3 separate regions of the Anas platyrhynchos genome follow, and all the other regions are linked to region 1. Evidence: chromatin contacts called from public Hi-C data. All regions are on one chromosome and are shown on one strand. The core of a region is the stretch at or near the end of the contact, and the rest is flanking DNA. Distances in the headings are between cores, read along the strand shown.

What was found. Hi-C and Micro-C count contacts between places; a contact is called where the count stands out from the background.
Region 2: a contact with region 1 is called in a Hi-C map of F1 follicle, with 1.9 times the contacts expected there. The contact joins two enhancer-like sites. A contact is called at or near these places in 4 of 8 Hi-C or Micro-C datasets (F1 follicle, skeletal muscle and subcutaneous adipose tissue).
Region 3: a contact with region 1 is called in a Hi-C map of subcutaneous adipose tissue, with 4 times the contacts expected there. The contact joins the promoter of TXNRD2 here to the enhancer-like site in region 1. A contact is called at or near these places in 3 of 8 Hi-C or Micro-C datasets (liver, skeletal muscle and subcutaneous adipose tissue).

The regions. Positions count from the first base shown.
Region 1 is chr16:10,961,240-10,965,589 of IASCAAS_PekinDuck_T2T, reverse strand. All of the region lies in intron 3 of ARVCF (ARVCF delta catenin family member), which reads left to right. Among named protein-coding and RNA genes, the nearest start is that of ARVCF, 76 kb to the left of the region's middle. Within about 2 kb of position 2,404, at least 2 of the 8 cell types and tissues checked have an H3K27ac peak or open chromatin away from gene starts, as enhancers often do. A contact at or near this core is called in F1 follicle, where this site is marked.
Region 2 is chr16:10,785,211-10,789,593 of IASCAAS_PekinDuck_T2T, reverse strand. The region is part of intron 10 of ARVCF (ARVCF delta catenin family member); the gene reads left to right. Among named protein-coding and RNA genes, the nearest start is that of TXNRD2, 55 kb to the right of the region's middle. Within about 2 kb of position 2,928, at least 3 of the 8 cell types and tissues checked have an H3K27ac peak or open chromatin away from gene starts, as enhancers often do. A contact at or near this core is called in F1 follicle, where this site is marked.
Region 3 is chr16:10,729,253-10,734,002 of IASCAAS_PekinDuck_T2T, reverse strand. It overlaps TXNRD2 (thioredoxin reductase 2), which reads left to right and starts at 2,075. Exons shown (of 17, transcript XM_072024640.1): 1 at 2,075-2,226; 2 at 3,345-3,410; 3 at 4,120-4,176. The coding sequence starts at 2,151. It overlaps COMT (catechol-O-methyltransferase), which reads right to left and starts at 2,961. Exons shown (of 5, transcript XM_005024379.6): 1 at 2,827-2,961.

The sequences.
Region 1 (4,350 bases), core at 1,155-3,654:
CTGGGAAAAATAAAATTGCATAAATAAAGAGTCCCATAAAGTATTTTCAATCAATTACTTTAAAACTGCTGTAATTATAAGGTTAAAAGGCACAACAGAGGTTCTGCTGACACTCAGTAAGTCACTTTCCCAAAGGAGAGTGGTTTCAAAGCAGATCTACCCAGACTTACCAGGGTTGCCCAGTGAAACCTACTTCAAGGCATTAATCGATAAACCTGTGCTGTTTAATATTAAGCAGCATTTCTTATGTCCTGTTCTAACCTGCTTTTGCTGTTCTGTTTGCACAAGAGTGACAGAATTTGGTAGAGGAAAAAAAAAAAAAGATGAATTCTGTGGAGGTGGATTTTTTTTCCATCCAGGCTTGCACCAGCCATGCTGGAACATTGCTTGGATCTGCCAGGAGAGGGCACGTGTTGTCCAGAGCAGGCGACATCTCCCACTGCTGTCCTGCCTGCTGCCATACACCACTGGGTAACCAGAGCTGGAGCAATTCCAGGCATTAACCCAAAGAAAGGCTTGACATTTTTGTCGGTCTCTAAGGTAGGCTGCTTGCTCTTAAGGGCTGACATTCCTCATGGCAGTTGGACCAAAAAATGTGAAGTGACCACCACAAAAGTGAAGCCTTAATATTGACTGCGAAAGCTTTCATCCTCCTCTGTCTTAACATCTTTCTGGCAGATATATTTCATTTGATTTTTGTGTGTGTGTGTTTGTGTGTGGGGGTTAATGGCTTGGCAGGTACAGGGATATTAATAAATAATTCTTAATTATAAGCTCTATTGAATTATTAAAAGAGGAGATAATATCTCTTTATGACAATATTGTACGTAACACAGCTAGCTTATGAAATCAAAAGGGATAAAATAATAATTTGCACAGTCAGATATGTTGAAGCCACAGAGGCCGGGAACAAGACTTGAAGATCATTGATCTGTCTGTGAGCAGAACCAGAGTACAGGCAGGGAGTTCAGCAAAATAACCTGCTGGTGTGTCAATTAAATCTCTCTAGTAAACCATCCAAACAAGTGAGATTCTGCTTCAGGCATTTGGTGTCTGTTTCTCTAGCAGTAGTTTATTCACTACTGGACAATTTTAATGATTAAATAGTAGTTTTCTGTTGTTTGTTTACATCTTCAAGGCACTATCCAACAAGTTTTTGCAGGGACGGTTGCAGTAAATGTCTGAATGATCCTGATTTTAGCGATAGAATAAACAGCTAGCAATCAGTGTTAAATGAGAGGCCAAAACTGAACTGAAGTTCGTAGTTCTCCAGCATTGTCCTGTAGGAAATAACCACGTCATCTTAGACACTGTCTATGATGAAAATACAATATATATGTATGTTATAAAAAGTAGGCGATTTAGCCTATAAAAATTGCGATGTGATTTATTTTTTACCCTGTATTGTCACTTTGTTTTTCAAAATAGGTATGAATGCTGGGCACCAATGATCCCTAGTCATGGACCAGGCATGCATTTAGGTTTTAGAGACAGATTTTTATAACTGACTGTTGAAGATTTTGAATTATTTTGAAGGATGGGAGTCTAGATGTAAACTTACTCTCTCTGTGTCAGCTTAATTAAACTTGGTTCTTCTGTATTTACAGAAACAGAAGGACTCACTTAACTCACTCCAGAGACGTACTATATGAGGGTGTCTTAGATTAGTTTCATCATAGCGAAGTGAGCGGCAGTCAAGGTTATGTTTACAACTTTATTTCTATTACCTTATGAAACTCCCAGGGACATTTGAGTTTGCAGCGTACCGTTTCTTGTTCTGGAGAACTTCCAGAACAAATTAACAAATTTGGTTGCAGGCAAAACAGCTTTAGAAGACCCATCTGAAGTGCAAAATACTGTAAAGACAACGACTGTATTAGGTTGTACGAAGTAAATAAAAACTAGTTTTAGATTACATCACATTAAAATGTAGGACCATATGGCCTAGCCCTGTTTCGCTTACGATAAATGCGGTGTACTCCAAAATCTGCCTCAAGTTTCTGTTGCTTCTCAGGTTGTCATGGGAGCTTCTGACACAATACTGAGAAGATAAAAAGAAAAAAGCTGAGCGAGCTCTGAGTGCAGTGTTGTGGTGGAATAGACGAAGGATGAACTTGAAGACACTGCCAATTTCTCCATGAGAAACCTAGTATAATATACAATAAGAAATATGTAGAAAATTGATACCTTTGGTACTCAAAAGTGTTCAGAAGCATCCCCCAGATTTGTAATTTACAATCTACTGTGGATTGTATAATTTCCTGCCTTTCCTTGCAGGAGGGATCATTTGATGGAAAGACTGATCGTGCAAGGGTCTGGCTGCAAACCACAGTGTTGTGCCATGTTTCAGGGAGCTGAGAGAAATGCTTGTTGTGCTATTCTGTAGTGTTTGGGCTGTGCTATAGATGTTTTCTACTGCTGTAGTAGAACATCGAGATTCATTATCTAGGATAGCAGGCTACTTTCCTTCTGTGTGTAACATTATCCTGAGAAAGCAGTACTGTAATTTTGTTTGTTTGTACTTTTCCTTGGCATCAGGTATTGGCCACTGTTAGGGTAGAAGTCCGGAGTACTGGAATAGCTGAAATAGCCAGTCTTCTTGCGCTGAAGTTGAATTTGTTCCAATTTCTACGTATTTTTAGATACTGTAGCATGAAACTTCATGCCCTCCAAACCATGGCTTCAGGGCAGTAGCACTCCTGTGGCAGTTCCCCTGATGCCAGTAGGACTGATGGCATGAGCACAGAGCACAATCTGTGTCCGTTCTTTTCTCATTACTTAATGAAGCACATTAACTATCACAGCTTGTTCTTCAGAGTAAATTTTGACACAGTCTATACATTTATGCATAAATTTCAAGTAGAAAGGGGAATATTTCTCTGTGTAATGAGAATTTGTAGTAGTACCTGTTGTTCTAGGCAGTATGGTTATTAATAGAGTGGAGAAATTTTAAGTCCAAGGGCTGCCTATGGTGAATGAGTCTGAATAAATTGGTATAATAAACTGAAAGGAAAACACAGCACTTAGAATGGCATTTTCAGCTTTCTTCACGTGTTTCTGTATAAAGAGGATTTTTTAATGATCTGATTTCTTTCTCAGGTGGACTCAGAAGAGCAGTTTTACATAAAGAAGGAACAAAGTGAATGTTACACAATTTTACAGTGACGGGAGAAATAAAATTTCAAGGTTATGACTGGGTAACTTATATTACCAGATATGATTCAAGATGAACACTGTGCCCACGTTACCCCATTTGATTTAACTGCATCCTCTTTAATGAAATGGAAATATAAAACGATCAGAATTCCACTTGGGGACATTCCTCTCTAAACCAAGAAAAAGTATACTTCTGTCCTCTAAAATTAGTTCAATTATCTCAATTTAAGTGTGATTTTTAAGTCTCACGGTTTTGGATACAGCTTGACAGCTTTGGTTACTTTTATTTTGCTCTAACTTTCTACTTCCCTAACCAAGTAAGAGGGTGTCGGTATCCTTTCCTAACTTTTGTAACAACTATGCTTGATTTTGTATATGCGTAAGTGTTTATCACTGCTGTTGTGCCCATCAAACCCTTATCTGTACAGCACCCTCTCTCACACACACACACAAAGTTATGTTTATGGAGACTTACTGCAAAATAGTTTTATAACCTGAAGTACTTGTGGCAAATCAAAGGGAAATACTGTGGCATCTGTTTTTCACTGCTGACTTTTAATTGCAACTGCTACAAATTTAACAGCTAGCAGCTGACTTAATTGTGAAGAGCAACAAACCAGGCTATTCTTCATGCTTCCTTACATTTTTCATGCATACTTCCATTCTTGGTTACATGGTTTAATGTTGGACTTGGCAGTGCTAGGCTAAAGGTTGGACCAGATGATCTTAGAGGTCTTTTCCAATCTAAATGATTCAGTGATTCTCTCTACGATAAGTTTTATTTTTGCTTCAGTGTGCTTTTGGGATAGGAATGAAACCACTCTGTAACGTTCTTAAACTTCAGACCAAAAAAAAAAAAAAAAAGGAACACTGCCCTCTGCCAAAATAAACGCATGGAAAAGGACCCAGAAAAAAAGAAAGAACATAGGAAGATCTGAGAAGATCTTTAAAAAAAAATTACAGGCTTCCTGTAAGTTTTTTGTTTCACTTTAGGTGAGTTAATCCTAACCCCTCAACCATCAGTGGGAATTTAGGTACCTAAAGATCTTGGTGAACTTGGTCAGAGCTTCTCTTTACCTCCTGCTCTGCAGACCAATGCCGGCAGCACTGCGGCACCTGAGAGGCAGCGCACGTCCTGTGGTGAGGGTAGCTGTAATTACAGAGCCCAAGGCAGAGTTTCGAGTGATGGTGGCC
Region 2 (4,383 bases), core at 1,679-4,178, 180 kb after region 1:
GCATTGATCTTGTGTGCTTGGGCCAAATTGCTGTCTGTTTAAGGAGTCCCCAGTGCCACGTGCATCATCGCCATGCCCAGTGTCCTGTTGGCATCAGCTGTTGGAGGCACGCGTCCAACCTGAAAGCTTCAGGAAGAAGCTTCCCTGGAGGCAGCGAGCAAGACTGTCTGCATCTAGGAATATTTGCATTGCTGCTTTCCTAGCACATCGATCTGCTGTCAGTGAGATCACCGGCCTGATAAGCCTAATCTGTCTTCTGTCTTCAAATAACAAAGCAGTTGAAGCAAGAGTACACTGTAACCTGCAAGACCACCAAAAATGCACAGAATCTCTCCAAGCAAGAGAAATGTTCACCTGCAGCTTGGAGTCTGTGGTATGCCTGAGCTACCACGAGTACACTACCCTGCAAGGGTAGCAGCATTGTGCTCTGAAACCCTGCAGAGCTTTGCTGAGAGTTAGGTTCCTATTCACTTGCACACGTGAACCAGAATTGTGAACCAAGCTCCAGTTTGAGATTTGGCATTGGTTTTGCAGGGCCTGGAGTGCTTTTAGGGGCTTGCAAACTCCATGGTAAAGTGGTTATGGAAAAAGGCGAACCTGTGCTTTCAAACAGATAGTGTTTGGTCTGTAGCTCATAGAGAAGAGACTCCAAGGTGTGTGTTGTGTGTGTGAGAGAGAGAATGGTACTTCGTGGGTGATTTTAGGTGAAAATTGCATTTCAGACTGCACTGGTTTTTGGAATAGCATGTCTGTCCATTCTCTTTAAAGAAAAATGTATTTAGTTATTTCTGTGAAGTAAACAATAACTTTGGATCAGGTGAGGTAGCAAAAAACGGAAGTATTGACATTTCATGTACTGTGTCTAAAGTCTTCAAGGTCAAATACAAGTCTTCTGGGTCTGGCATCAAGGAAGCTATTTACATGCATCTCCCATTTTAATCATTCGGCCAAAGGGTTTAATGTTAACTTCAGATCCATAGCATTGTTGCTTGTAACGATGGTTTTTCTCAAAAAACACACCAGAGGTGACCTACAAATGCTTAAATGTGCAGCTCAGCAGCATGCCTGCTCTCCCTCTCAGAGAGAGGAGACCCTCAGCAGTTCTCCCTTCTCTGCATCAGCCTTGCTGCCAGGTATTCCCTGCCCTTCAGTACCAGGCCTTCGGGGACATCCCATTCATCTTTCCAACTAGTAGCTTGGGTAGTGCTCTAGTTACCAGCAGCAGCATTTGGATCCTTATTAAGTATTGGTCCTCCAGAGCCTTCTCTGCTGATTAGTGAACAGAGGAGAGAAAGTTGTTAACTGAATAACTCCAGCTGCCAAGAGACTTCGCTGCATAGGCTTGAAAAAAAAGCCTTTGTTGTTGAGCAGTGTGTTGGATGCTGTTGGGAGAAATGCTGCTTGCAGGTTGCTTGGAAGTGGAAGATCTGTTATAGCTTTAAAATACCTGCTCGTAGAAAACAGTGTGCTGGAACTCACACAAGGTCAAAATGGGTTGTGTTTAATTGAGCTGTCTCTTTGTTAAATTGCATAGTCTTTGATATGAAACGGAATACAACTAATCTCATACAAAGCAATCTCTGTAAGAGGAGATACCCCAATGACAGCTTGTGGAGCTTGGGAAACCTAAAAAATAATAGGAAAGGCAAAAGACAGTTTGCTTTCTCAGGCATCCTTACTTCTCCTGTGCTGCCTTGCCCTCCCATTTCCTCTCTTGCTGCCCTTCTGCCTTCCCTGAGACTAGCCCCTTGTTTTTTTGCATACCTCCATGCTTTGAAGTGCTGATAGCATTCCTGTTACATCCTTGGCAGGGCTGGGGGACTGCTTCCCTTTTGAACTCGTGAGCCATTGCTTTTTTCATTGGGGGAGTAGGTGGTAAACTGGGAAGAGTTGACATAATTTTAGAACTTGAGTGACTGGGTAGATTAGTTGGAAAGGTCACACACTATGGCCGTATTCGTTTTCTAAATAGAAAACCTCCTCTTAAATATTCCCTCAAGCCTGATTTGAGTCTCATGTGTCCCATATTATTCTGGTTGTTCTTTTCAACACCATTTAAAGGCAGCTCTGTCTTTCTTCAGTGCTCCTGCTCAGCGGTGGATGCTGCATTCTTGGCTGAGTCTCTGCAATAAGCATAATACCTGCCCTGACTTGTGCTCTGCCCTGACGTGAAAGCTAGAAAAACTCTTCATAATGTTCCACCTATTATTTCTTCTTCATCCATTGGAGAAATTTGCGCTGCCTCTGTTGTATGACATTCAGTATTCTACATGTATCTGTATCGAGCTGCATTCGCCATCGATTATTCCAAGCGTTTGGCTCTGTTGGAGCTGGCTGCGTTTTCGCTGCTGTTAAGCCTTTCAATTAGAATAATCTTGCAAGTTTATATTGGCATTCAAGCTGTGCACCGGGTGCTGAAGCACAGCATACAGATGGAATGGAGCTGATGGTTTTTTTTGTTTGTTTTTTTATTTTATTTTAAGGCTCTGATTACTGTTTTTATAAACTAACCAGATGCCTCCCCCGGCCTTCTGTGTTGTTTTTGGTGTTTTTGTTTTTTTCATGTAGCGTACTATGAATCTGCAGGGTGAGGCTTCCTGGAATGGGAGGTGTTGTGCTGCTAGACTGACTTGCTGCTTAGTAATGAAAATATATCTGTAGAAAATGATTATGAATTCTGGCTTGCAACTGTTTAACTTGCAAACAATGAATTGCATAGTTTTTAATGAAGTTACCAGCCTCCTGTCAGGAGAGGGCAAGAGTCTGAGATGTGTGGAGCTTTTCCTTCTTGCAGAATCAAATTCTTAGGTTCTTTTACTGACATGAGGCTTCTCTTTTGGCTCATAGCTTCCTAGTTGCTTAGGCAGCTGCTTTCTTTTCCTACAAAGTCTGTTAGCGTATGACCTTGCAGAGAAGTTGCAGTTTGGGCTCCACTCGCTCCATCTGCTGGTAGCTGTCACATCTTGCGCCCTGAATTGGCCGGCACAGAGGATGAGTGTATTAGCAAGTGGTGCAGCTCTGTATGAGGAGATCAGCCCTTGAACTTCCTCACGTTGCTGGTCAGCACACCCTCAGTGCGGTCCTGGAGTGCATCTGGTGGTTTAATTTCATCCCAAGATGGGTCCAGATGGTGCTCTGACTGCTCTGTGTTGGGAACCAAAGTGCAGTAAGTGCAGGGCAACTGGGAAATTTATTTCAGAATTGGACTGAATTAAAACACTACAGTAAACGTGCCTGTGGACACTGCAAGAACAAGTAACTGTAAGAGTTTGTTTTAGTGATTTTTTTTTTGTTTGTTTGTTTGGGGTAAGGTGGTGTTGTTGGTGGTGGTAGTTTGTTTTTCTTATGGTAGTGTCCCCTGCATCTTTCTAGCTTGGTATGAAATTTGCTTCTCTTTTTAAACAGTAAGTCAGAATTTTTGTCAAAATAGAAATAAAGCAGCATGTCTGCTCTAGCAATAGGACTCTAATCTGACCAATGTGTGCATGTGTATAATTTCCCATGCCTGTAGGGTGACAATAAATCCTAAATGATGTGAGTGGGAAAGAGAATTTGATTTGGCCACCTTGCTCCAAAGAGTGATGTCTAAATCTGGGATTAATCAGGTATATCAGAGAGAGGCACCTGGTGCAATAATGTGTGTTATTGCCAGAATGTAGCTAAGTATAGGCACGGTATCATCACTGCCAAGATGAAAGCAAATAAGTTTGTAGATGAGATGATCCACAAAGTGCTGCATCATTCTCAGCACACCAAACGCTGAATGGATCAAGATGGCTATTCACTTAATTCCTCAGGTCTTTTCCATGCAGGATTGAAATTGCTGTCTATGCTCTTACTGTTCTGTGGGTGAATAAAGGATAATCCACTTGGCAGCATTTGGTAGGGTGAACTTCACACCGAGCCAATCCCATTGCCAGTCTTGAGCAACTTGGATGGAAAGAAGCTCATCTTCCTTTTTTCCGAAATTTGCAACCACAGCATGTTGGTGAAGATAGTCTAATGTGCAAGATCTTTCTTTGTATAAACATTCATGCCAGTGGTTGGGGGGAATGTGTAGATGCTGTCAAATGTGTGACACTCACAATGACATCAGTGTCCAGGGCATTTTCTGCTTCTCTAAAAGGGAAAAGCTCGTAGAGCCAAATTGTTTGCTTTGCATTTTGCAGATGTGTGTGTGAGCAATAAATGGCTTATTCCCAAGTGTAGATTGCAGCTCAGCACAAATCTATAACCTCTGGAAAAAGGCTCATTTAATCTGGGAGAAATTATCTTTTTAAAAGGCAGTGCTGAATCTGGGCTGTAATTGCAACAGTTTTTAAAGGAAAAGAAAAACAGTGGGTGTTTTTTCTCATTTGATATATTACCTATGGCTAATGACCC
Region 3 (4,750 bases), core at 826-3,325, 230 kb after region 1:
AGCTTCGCGCAGCCTGCCAGCAGCAGCTATGGATAGCTCCTAGATGGCTTAAGGTGCCAAGTGGCAGCAACTGACTCACATTCAAAATAGAAAAGAGCGGGCGTGCTTGGGAAAAGATAAACATCTAAAAAAGCTAGAAACTCACCACTGCTGTGTAGGCTGAAGTTCATACAGATTCTGAGCTTTAAAATAATAAAAAGCAGCCAGGAATGAAAGGAATGCTAGTATATGATGTGGCTGTTACACAGGGCATTTGGCCAAGTCCTCTCCTTAAACAGTTTAGAAGCACTACTCCGAATTTATTGGCAATTCTTTCCTAAATTGCCACTGATGTTGCTGTTTAAGGTAGTGTTTTATATCAACAGCTTTGCCACATCTAAGGCCTTTTCTTAATAACAAGATAACATAATGCTGCTGGAACATTTTTTCACATAAATTTGCTGTGTCTTTGAGATTATTTAATTCTACCCTTGATCCTACTACAGCTGAACTAAATGCTGTGTGAAGAGCATATGCCCAACACTGCCTGATTCAATTCAGCATAGTGGCTAAACTGAACAGCTAAAACAACTTTGCATGCACATACCTGAAGAGCATAAGTGATTAGCATCTGAATATGCTCGAGGGTTTTTTTCATGTATAGGTCTCAGTGTGTTCTACTCATGTCTTTCTACCGCTGTTGCAGTGGGTAAGGAGTATCTTTAGTGATTTATTGATTGTACTGCTGTAGAATACAAGGTTTTCAGCCTTTTATTTCCAGCAGTGATACTGGACAACTCATCGACCGTTAGTAACTCCCGTTTCATGTATTTGCAAACATTAACTGAGAGGAAAAAAATATAATTATCTGACCTACACTAGGAGGTGATACTAGTTATACAAAAAGTTTCTTTTGAGCATGTACTGCCACTTCCCCTGGACTATGGATCAGATGGATGTTTCTGGTACAAAATGGTTAGATGCTGCCCCCTTGTGAGACAAGCCCTTACTCCAAAGCCAGCTGAACACAACTGCCTAAAACTGTTTTCTGTCACCAGCTCCTTCTCCCTAAGAGGAAGGAGCTGATTTCTTTGTCCTAAATTGATTTGACCATGGTGATATTTATTATATGCGACCCACTTTGTACAGCAGCAGGTAGAGCTACTAATATGCTGCAATACAGACCAACAGCCAACACTTCTGACAGAGAACAACCTTGTTCCCTGTGGTATGGTTTTGCTCAACACCTACTATGAAACCTTTTACCTTGGGCTGTCAAAATACATTACAAGCATTAATAACTCCCATCTGAAGCAGGTCAGCAGCTTCACCCCTGTTTAACCAACAGAAGATGTGGGGCACCAAAAGGGTCATCCAAAGCCTGCGAAGTCTGGTGGTGCTCTGACAGGCTGTGCTGTGTGGACATTTGCCCTGTCGCTGTTAAACCTTGCACTAAAGCTGTTGGTGCTGGTCTCCCTCACTGACATGTGGTGTGGGCCCAGCCCCACCATTTTGGCTGAGGTCAGCCAGGAGTCCCTCGCTCCTGCTCACAACGCTGGAAGCGCTTCAGTCACGGGAACCTGAGCCAACACGACAACTTGACTGTAATGCCTCGTGGGAGGGAAGGACTTTATTCACACTGCTTTCTCAGGGGGCTTTAACTTTGTGTACAGCACCTGAGGCACCTGTGGAAGCGGTTCTGACAACCCGCACCCCTCATGCACAAGGGACGCACAGCTTCAGAGGAGAAAACAGGACTTTGGGTATTGGTAACGGCTCTGGGCAGCTGTGCTCCTTTTCCTTCCTAAAAACCTTCCCTGACCCTCCTCTGCAGCTTTATGTTAACGGCAAGCCAGGCAAGAAAAGCACTGTGTGTTTTTTCCCCCCTTTCCAAAAAAGTTCGATTTTAACTCTAACTGGAGCCGGTGTCCACCTGCTAAAAAAAAAAAAAAAAAAAAAAAACTGCAGCTCTCGCAGCGGCTGAAGAAGCCGGAGCTCGGGGGCGAGCAGAGCGGGCGCCCCACGGGTAGGGGAGCAGCAGGCTCCCCTCAGGGCTGCTCGCCAGGGCACCGCCATCAGCGCCCTCCGCTCAGGCGCTGCTCGGCCGCCTCCGCGGGGTCCTGGCGCGGCGCGGCGGGGCGGCCCGTTGCCGCCCAGCGTTGCCGTACAGCATGGCGGCGCTGTGGTGGAGGCGGCGGCGTCTCCCGGGCGCGGCGGGGCTGTGCCGTACGGCGCGAGCCCTCTCAGGTACGGGGCGGCCGCGCGGAGGCCGCGCCTCTGCCTCGGTTCTCGCGGCGGGCAGCGGGCGGCCCGCTCCGCTCCGCTCCCCCCGCCACCCGGTGTGAGGCACGAGAGGCCCGCGAGCGCCTTACCTGAGGGGCTGCTGCCGACAGCCGGGGCCGCCGCCGCCGCCCCCCTGAGGCGCCGCTCTGCCCCCTCAGCGGCCCGGCCGGGGCGGCTGTCGGGCTGCTGCCATCCTCAGGGGCTGCCGGAGCCGCCCCCCGGCGCTCCCGGCTGCCGTCCTCCTGAGGGAGGTCCTTCTGGGAGCCCTGCGGCCGCAGGTGGCTGTGAAGCAGGCGAGGCCGCCTGCCCCCTGCGCTGCGGTTTGTTGGGGAGGTCCCGAGGCGGTACAGGAGACCACCAGGGCTTCGCTTTAGGCTGACCCCGCCGTGACGGGGGGCTGCCAGCCGTCCCCGGGGGGCTGCACCGCTCAGAGCGGTCTCCACCCTGCGCCCAACACACAGCGGCTTAGGGGCTTCGAGGCTGCTGTGGGCTTGGCTGCCCTCCCCGAGCCGCTGGCAGCTCTTTGGAAGCCCTCCTGCCCTCGCTCAGAAAGTTCTGTCTCACCTTGGCATTTCTTCCACCGCCTCCAAGCCTCTCCGTTAGAATGGGCAGAGCTGTGGGGAGGCCGAGGTGGCAGAAGGGGCCAGCTGCCCTCAGCCTCACCACGCCTCTGCGAGTCCTGAGTTGCAGCTGAAGCTTTCGAGAGCGATAAGGTGACTGCTGAGAAATGTAGGGGTAGAAACTGCTGCGGTAACGCAGGAAGGGAAGGCCCGTACCAGACTCCAGCTGCAGCTGTCAAAGTATGCAGGAAGAGCTTCACAGGACATTGTGTAAAATGTAATTATTTTCCATTGTTGGATTGCTTTATTTCCTGCGTTTCATTTATAAAACCAGCCTCATCAGTTTTCATCATTTTTGGAAAGTGCTTTGGGACGCTGAGGAAACAGTGCTCTAGTAAAGGAAACACAAATCAACAATAATCAGTTGTGAAAAAAAAAAAAGCATACCATTTTCTATTTGCCTTTTAACATACCTTGCCTTTCTTGTCTGTTACTATTCCTACATTTCTCACATCTTCACAGGAAAGCCTGAGTATGATCTTCTGGTAATCGGTGGAGGATCTGGAGGCCTGGCTTGTGCAAAAGAAGGTCAGCATACATAAATAAGTAAAAGTTTTCTTTTAGCTTAAGTGGTTTTTATGGAAGCTAAGAGAAGCAATACTGAAAATGTTAAAGATGTCTAGGAAACAGTATCCTGTGCGTAAGCCCTGTGCTTTAATCATTAACTCAGCTCCATCTAGTTAATCTGCAAATTATTCACACCCTCAGGTGTGGTAATCTTACTTGGCTTTCCAGTTACTCTTTTTTAAAAGTATTTCTTCTGTTATCACAGGAAAATCTAATAAACATTTATTTCACTGTTACTGTGTGCCTCTGAGTGCCTCCATAGATTTTCTTTGTTACTTATTATACTTTTTCTTATTTATGAATTAAAACAACAGTACTTTCAGGCTGTTTGGAATTGTTTAACTTCTGTAGAGAACTTTTTCCTCTTTGTAATGCATTACCCTTATGTAACATGTTCAGTAACACACAAGGTTCTTAAACATCTCATTTGGCATCACATCGTATTTTTAGGGTTGGCAGAAGCTGGAAGCTCTAGTAAGGGTTATTAAGTGCCTTCTGGAGAATCTGCTGACTACATGGGTAGCCTGGGCTCTTAGTCTGGTATCTTGAATTGGTATAAACCACCAACTGTCATCTCCTGTATTCTTAATCTGTGCTTGTGCTACTGAATGTATTTCAATTTGTGCATTTCTTTGTCCTCTAAGTGCCTTTTCTTGTTTTTTGTTTAAAGCTGCTCAGTTTGGAAGGAAAGTGGCCGTTTTGGATTACGTGGAACCTTCTCCACAAGGTATGGAAAAGAAATACTAGGATATTTGGATATGTGTGTAAAGCCGTGGTCTGGCTGAGCAGGTTGATGCAGGCAGCAATGTGGCCAAAGCCACGCTGCATGCTTTGCTTGCAGTAAAGTCCTTATGCTGAGCTTGCTCGTTGCTTCCCAGCTCTACCTCCTTTTCCTGCATGCTGAGGTTGTTAGCAGTGTTTTATTTGTGATAGACTTTGGACTTAAATGCGTGAGAATATTGTCTGTCAAAATGTCTTTACAATTTCTGAAGCGTATGAATTGTGTTGTGTTAAGGCTCTTCATGCACAATGTGTAAAGTAAGGTCTGCAAATACAAATAATAAATGTGAAAGTGTAGTAATTGGATCTTCTGAAACCTGCAAAAAATCTTGAGATGCTTTGAATTTTAGAAGAAAAATACTTAGAGTTGGTCCTTATCAAAACATGTTAATGTAAGCATAGTCAAAAAGTGATCTGTAGGAGTAAATTGTGTGTTGTTTCAGAACATCTAATACTAATTGCATGAATAATCCAATTCTCTAAATAACCTAGTTGCATTAAGTAAAACTAACATGGTGTGT